Linked DNA regions of Anas platyrhynchos: region 2 is linked to region 1. A link is a contact called in public Hi-C data. All regions are on one chromosome and are shown on one strand. Each heading gives the region's core, a stretch centred on a gene start, on an enhancer-like site or on the middle of the called end of the contact. The rest is flanking DNA. Distances are from core to core; before and after follow the strand shown.

The links. Hi-C and Micro-C count contacts between places; a contact is called where the count stands out from the background.
Region 2: a contact with region 1 is called in a Hi-C map of liver, with 3 times the contacts expected there. The contact joins the promoter of B3GLCT here to the promoter of RXFP2 in region 1. A contact is called at or near these places in 3 of 8 Hi-C or Micro-C datasets (liver, skeletal muscle and subcutaneous adipose tissue).

What each region holds. Positions count from the first base shown.
Region 1 is chr1:184,385,835-184,389,513 of IASCAAS_PekinDuck_T2T, forward strand. It overlaps RXFP2 (relaxin family peptide receptor 2), which reads right to left and starts at 2,101. Exons shown (of 18, transcript XM_027470037.3): 1 at 1,760-2,101. The coding sequence starts at 1,982.
Region 2 is chr1:184,518,801-184,522,479 of IASCAAS_PekinDuck_T2T, forward strand. B3GLCT (beta 3-glucosyltransferase) reads right to left here and starts at 1,696. Exons shown (of 15, transcript XM_027470010.3): 1 at 1,436-1,696. The coding sequence starts at 1,526.

The sequences.
Region 1 (3,679 bases), core at 851-3,350:
AACACCCATTTTACAGCAATATGGATGTTTTTCCTTTGAGACCTGCTGCAGATGTGGCTTTCCCAGATGTAACTGTATCTTGTGACATTCCCAAAGCTGCTATACTTACTATATACACATTTTTGGCAACATTTCAGAGGAAGGGGCAAGACTGAAAACGGGCGGGGGCACATCAGTCATTCACTTCATATTTCTATACCTCCTGAAACACGGTGAAGACAAAACACACACCAGAGGAAAGCTCTCTCTGACTCGTATCCCCTTCCCTGCGATGCTTGCTTGTACCTGTGTCACTGTGGACTCGGTCCCTCTCTCGTCTGAACGCTCTGATGCAAAATTGTCTCAGCCCTTATTGTCTATTATGGAGGGGGAGCAGCTGAGAAATAATGACCTTTTAGTAATACAGCCGTTTGCTTGTCTGCTTCTTTATTTATGGAAAAAGCAATTTGAAATAATAGAAGGGATATTCATATTTTTTTCTAACTGTCCCAAATAAATAAAGATTCATTTCATGGTGTGTAAATAGGGAAGATAGTAAGGGGGTGGTGGTGGTTGTAATAAGCTACTTCTAACTTTTGTTTCAGCTAATCAGACTTGTGACAATGAAAGCAATATGAGGAATGGAAAGTTGACTCACTAGATGTTTTGTCTTAAAGTCAATTTTGGAAAGATAATGAAAACAACTTTACGTTAAAATAAACATTTTACACTAGCACAATGTTCTCCAGTGATAAGCAAAACAGCAATTTAAAAGATATCTTTAAATAGAGTATTTAATAAAATTCAATACTTTCTAATCCTGCATATTCCACTCCTTTATAACAGGTTGTCTACAGAACAAATAATATATTCTCTCTTACTTGTTTTCCATTTCTAACAGGCTGGCATTTTCTTTTTCTTTTTAATTTATTTTCTTCCTAGTAATGCACTTGCCATTTCATTTTCTTACTTTGATAACACTCTGCATTATTAGAAAAAAAATGCTATTTCATTAAAGAACTTTCCACAAGCTTAAGAATTGCCATTCATGAGCTAATTACAATGAAAACCATTTATTCACTTTCCTACAATACTTCAAGAATTGCTAAGCATAAGAAAACTATTATTATTAAAAATTAATGTGTGTAGGAACTGAAATATTTTAATTTTTGAAAATTTGTTTAAAGGAAAGACTGTAACTTCCACTTGTATATTGTTGCTAAACTAGTGTTTCTAATGAAAAATAAGTTTTCTCATAGAAGCAATATTTTAGGCAATTGTTTCTAAGATTCAACATGCTTGCTTAAATGTATCGTTCTATTTTGAATTTGCTTATACTGAAAATATTTGCTTCACTGAATTACCACAAGTTTTGCTTAAATTGGGAAATACCCATGAAAACTTAGTTGCTAAGTTAAATGCTTCCTTTTTTTCACCTAATATGTAGAAAGTGTGCTATGATACAGAGGCGAAGCTTGCTGATCAGAACAATGTTTCATTACATTGGGTATTTTTTGAAAAAGCATGGCTTTATCAATTAGTTTTGTAGCTGATAAATTTAATCAAAATTTAAAGCAACCTGGTTGGGCAATTCAATCGTTTTACAAAATCAGATTTTCTCACCTGCTTTAAACTTAAAATAATAATAAAAAAAAAAAAGTATAACAAAATCATGCAAATGAAAATTCCTTACCGATTCCTCACTTTAAATGAAATTTCTTGTTAATGCGTCCCAAAAGGCACTCAGGCTAATAAAGAATTAAGTGAGAAGTGGTCTTACCTTTGATTCCTAACAGAAGAATGACACGGAGCAGGAACAGCATCCTCGGAGCCCGAAGGGGACGGGACGGGCAAGGGGATGAGTGTGGCCATGGAGCCGTGCTCTGCTCTGGGCCCCTTGCAGCTGCCCTCCTGCAGAGCCCCAGCCAGGATGGGATGCGTGGCACCGAGCATGCTCCCAGCCCCTGCTCCCTCTCACCCACCAGGTTGTCAGCACTTGTCATAAACCATCGCAGACGTCTTGTCTGGCTCCTGGTTTGCCACTGCTTGTGCCTGAGAAAGAGCGCAAGGGATTCCGATTTTACTGCGTTCACAACTCACTTCTGACAGGGCGATTTCTGGATCCGAGGTGTTTCTTTACATACGAAGTTACTTTTATAAGGAAAATGAAAATCTCTAAACAGTTTGCTGTTGTCGTATCACAGCTGGGATTACAGAGTAATGATGTTATTCAGATTTTTTAATTACAAAGCCGACTGAAGATTAACACCCAAATGCTTACACATGACATTAAACACTGCGCACAGCTGGGCCACTGAAATCAGCCCCTTTGCTGTCTCCAAGGGTGATTTCTTAAAGTTTTTTTCTCAAAGAAGGCTCATTACACTTGTGCCCTAATTATTATTATGAAAAGTTAATATTTTTCTGCCCCGTGTTACGCCTTTATGTGTCCTCAGTGAAAACTTTTTTTTTTTTTTTTTCCCAGAAGAGGATACTACAGACATGTGAAAGATCTTTTCCTACACCACTATCTGTATTTAAAATTAAATAAGGCAGACACGTTCTTCTAACATTATACATCATTTCATATGAGTTTGCAGTGCATTTAACCAATATACATGATGAGCGACATTATGTTCTTCCATGCTATATTTTGACTTAAATGGGGAAAATCAATGCAAAAAGATTGTAGTACATTAGTACATAACCTCAAATTATTGATAACTTTTGTCTACAATACTTTGAAATAAAACAGCTAACAGGAAGAATGCAAAAATCTTCAGAAAAGGGGACTACAAAAATGTGATGTGTATGGATGGTCTACACCCTACAATAAAAACTACCCAATGTTAGAGGGCCAAACAGCCATTCACTTCTATGCAAGGCAAAGAACAATTTAAGTGAGGGTGGGGACTCGTTCAAGAATGTATTTGACTTCAGCCACCACAATTATCTCAGAGGCATTTACGATCCCAGCCCACGGTGCTCTTTATGTTGAATGTGGGAGGCAAAGGAAGGTGAGAGTGGGATGTGGCACATTTCCACCTGTATTTTGTAGTGCTGTGTAGCACTGTAGAGTTTCTGCAGTTTCTGAAACAGCAGGTGGAAATGTGGACATTTACCAGCATTGAAATGCAGAAGGTGATTGAAGTCAGCATAGGTGGAAAGGCCTAAAGGTGCCTTGCTTGGCACTGTTTGGCTCTGTCTCTGTTTTGCACATCCTATCTTCCCAGGCACTGCCTATTCTAAAAGAAGGGATGGATGGCATTTGGTTTCAGCACATGAAAATTAAAAATATAACAGAGGGTCATGCAGGATTATGTGGGGATCACATGAAACAGTGAAGTGAATGTCATTGCTGGTTGTTGGCATCCCATTCTTAGCAAGTTGTCTGTTCAGGGGACTGAGCTGTGACCAGCTGCAAAGGAGACCTTCCCTGCTTCTCTCTCTGCTTTGGAACTGTGTTGAATTCACATACAGGGGCTCTCATGGGGCCTTCAGTCTGAGGGATGTGTCACAACAGTAGCAGAGATAATGCCCTGCCTGTGCCACAGGTGGGACTGATTAAATCACTAGAAGTCTTTTATATGTCTTTGCTTACCTGTCGTTGCATCAGTGATAAAAATGGCAAATGCCTATTACCAGAGGATAATGGCTGATTTTGCTGTCCTGATGTAGCAGTCTGGGTTACAGCTCAGTG
Region 2 (3,679 bases), core at 446-2,945, 130 kb after region 1:
TGAACGAGTGCTGTATACACCAGTACCTTTATAAAGGTGACCAAAGAAAAAACATGGAAAAAAAAGCATCATCACTATTCCTTCCGAGTGTCTGAAAGCTAGACCAAACAAAATCACCTGAACACATCTCCCCATTCTGCAAGGTGTCACCTGCAAGCTGGAATTTTATAAAATACTGACTAACAGACGTGCTGTTTTCTCCTGTGAAATGAAATCCACATGATTTCCAACAGCAAAGCTGATTGCTTTGCAAACTTATTACCCTTGCTATCTCAAAAGCCTACAGTACTTACAAAAGGACTTTACAATAAAAAGATATTTAAAAAAAAAAAGACAGAAGAAAGCCTTGGTATTGCAAAAAGCTTTAGGTAAGCAAATTTTATAGCAGCATGGACAAAGCAAGAGATAACTGCACAAGCAAGAACACGAGTTTTTCCACTTCTGCCTATAAAACATATTTATATACACATACACACACAGGGAAATTGAAGCTGCTATCCTCAGTGTTATCACAACCCTCTTAGAAGTTACGGGTGCCACAGCATCTTGCTGGAGGAAAAATTACTCATTCTTAGAGGCATGAAACACAGCTTCAGGACGAGCAGTAGGGTATCAGGACTGCAAAGCCCAAGCTGCACAGGTAAAAGGAAAAATGTTTTACAAGGCAAAAATCAAAATATCACCCTTTCACTTTGCCTAAAACTGGATTTATTTGTACGAGGTTTCTCCGGCAGGATTTTGATCCACGAGCCACGCTAGCAGAAGGCAATCAAACCCAAAGGCTCAGAATGAGCTGATGAGCCCATGCTGACAGAGCCTGGGTGCGTTTGGGAACACAAATAAGGAGAAATTGAACAGCTGTGAACGTTTATTTCAGCTTTCCGCACTTCAGGCAACAGCTAACTCCAAGAGCCCGTGGCGAGCCGACTGCTGACAAACCCTTCTCTCGCAATCTCCCCCCACCTGCCTAGAAAAGGTCTCTAGAAATCAAGACACATCAAGAAAATAGGTTTTATTTTTTCTTTCGCGATGAAGGAAACTGGGCAGCTTTTCTCCCCTCTGAGACACCCGCTCTTAGTCCGGGAGCACAGGGCTCAGGGGGGCGGTTTCCACACGCTGTTGATGGGTTATTGAGGGAAAATGGGGTTTTTGAAGGAAAGATTTTTGAGGTAAAGAGTTGTTGAGGGCAGGGCTGTTGAGGGAAGGGGTTTTTCGAGGGCTGCCCCCTGCCCGCGGAGCCGCCGCCGCCTCCCCTCAGGCGGCGCCGTGGCGGGAAGCTGAGGGGAGCCCGGGCGGCCGAGCCCCGCTGCCCGCCCTCAAACAAAGTTGAGGGGAAGGGCGAAGGGCCGGGGTGCCCCGTCCCCTTCCCTCCCGTCCCGTCCCCTGCCCTCCTCCCTTCACCCTCGCCATGGCGCCCCGGCCGCCGGTCACTCACCGCGGCTCCGGGGCGGCGGGAGGAGGACGAGGACGTGGGCGCAAGCGGCGAGGAGCAGCCAGCGCTCGCAGCCGGGCTGCCGCCGAGCCATGGCGGCGGGGGAAGGAGAGGAGAGGAGCGGGGAGGGGGGCACGGCGCTGCCCGCCTCTGCCGAGCGGCCTCCGGCTGGTGGCGGTGCCGCCGCTGCCTGCCCGCCCTCCTCCCCTCCCTCCCCCGCCAGGGCCCGGCAGGACCGGGCGCCAGCGCCGGGAGGAGGAGGAGGAGGAGGAGGAGGAAGGGGGGGAGGGAGGCGCAATGGGGCCCCGGCGCCCTCTGGCGGGCGGCCGCCCGCCCGCTCCGGCCTCTCGCCCCTGTGGTGACTGCCTGAGGGGCGGCTGCGGCCGGAGGATTTTTAAAATTTAAAAGTCCTTAGTTTTAAAACCCTTAATAATGAAACGTGCCCGCATTTATAGTTACGGACCGTGTGGTTACGGGCTGTACAGTTACAGATCATATAGGTACGGACTAAGTTGGCAATATTAGAGCCCCAAATCCTCCAGATTAGCACAGCGCTCCGTAACCACTATCAAACATCAAGCAGCCATTACCAAAAAAACAATTAAGATGTCTTTAGTTCTTAATGCTCAATTGCAAACTCCAAAGGAGGTCCTCCAACGAGGCTTCTCCATTGTCCAATTTAAAGAAGTTTTTTTTTTCTTCATTTCTCATGAACAAACTTAAATATTGTCAAATGATACCCAGCACTCCTACAGAAACACGGTCCAAATTAACAAGTGGCCTAATACAGCCCTCAATGCCTCACAAAGTGTTGCCCCAGAGGGTGCTAAGCCTCCAGGCAGCCACCTCATAACTCCCTGTGTAACCCCATAGCCCTTGGACTGCCATGAACAGGCCACAAGTTTTTTATTGAATGTGTATTTTTTATTGAATGTGTATATTCTGTGTGTGTGTGATTCTGTGTGTAAGGCCTTGGGGTTGCAGCCAGTCTGAACTTTCTTGACCTGCCCGCACATTTATTTCAGAGAAAGATCACAAATATGAAAGCTTGTTCACAAACAAAAAAATGACTCCCCATGTATTCTGGAGTATGAAGCAAAGGTGTAGAAACCAAGTGGTGTGTGTGCAATGTTAACTGCACTGTCATTTTTTCACCATTCACTGTCATTTTTTTTCATTTGTAGCAACGAGGTCTGCATTAATAATGAGAATTAATAATCCTTTACATTTTATTTAACAAAAAAAAATCTTGCTTTTACTTACATGTAAGGTGTAGGTCCTCTGTGCCCTTAAAAGCAATTTAGTGTGACACCTGGCATTTTGAGGTAACAATTGCTTACACACTGGGTACTTATAGCCATGATTTCCCTAAAGATCTGTATGTACACATTTTCCCATCAAATACAGAAGATTTCCATCGCAGATACTCCCCTCCTACCAACCCCATCACTCAGTACCCACTGATCTTACTGGACACATCTGGTTCAGCCTCCAGGAAAACCATAAACTGCCTGTTTTTAATTCAGTAAGGCCAACAGCACAGTACCTGACCTAGACCTTTCATAAATACTCTGCAGCTTTTAGATCTACTGCCTTCTTTTCCTGACAGATCAAGCATTCAGTAGGGTACCTTAAGTATGCCAGAGAGGTGATTTTGAAGATGAATGGAAATCTTTTCATAGTGATAAATGTTCACTCTCATTGCAAGTTCAGTCAAGCACATCTATATCACCGTAACTTGGTAGCAGACTTCACACTTCCCTTAAAACCACCGCAATAGAAATATATTAGCCAGACTTCTTTGGGGATTGAGACTTGCTAAATCTAGTTGCATAGATCCATCTTATATTACTTGGTGTTGGAGAGAAGGGGAAAATTGGACGCAAGAGTGAGCAACCACAGTTTGTTATTTCCCTTACAGAACAATCTCTTTTTGCTGACATTCTGATTCACTAAATAAGTTACTGGCCTCAAGAACAATTATTCTTACACAAAGGAAGTAGAAACCTTCATACTATGTTTATTTCTCTAATTCTACATGCATGCTCATTACCAGGAAAAAAAGTATTAAGTTATCCTTCAATTTCTAAACCCATAACAATATAAAAGTTATGAATCCTTCTGCGTATCATGTATATCTGCATTTCATTGTTTTTCCCTGTAGGTTTCAGACACGTTTCCTGCCCTTTCTCCTATTTCTCTGTTCTGCGCTGGTTTCTGCAAGTATGCATATAACAGTGATCGTGC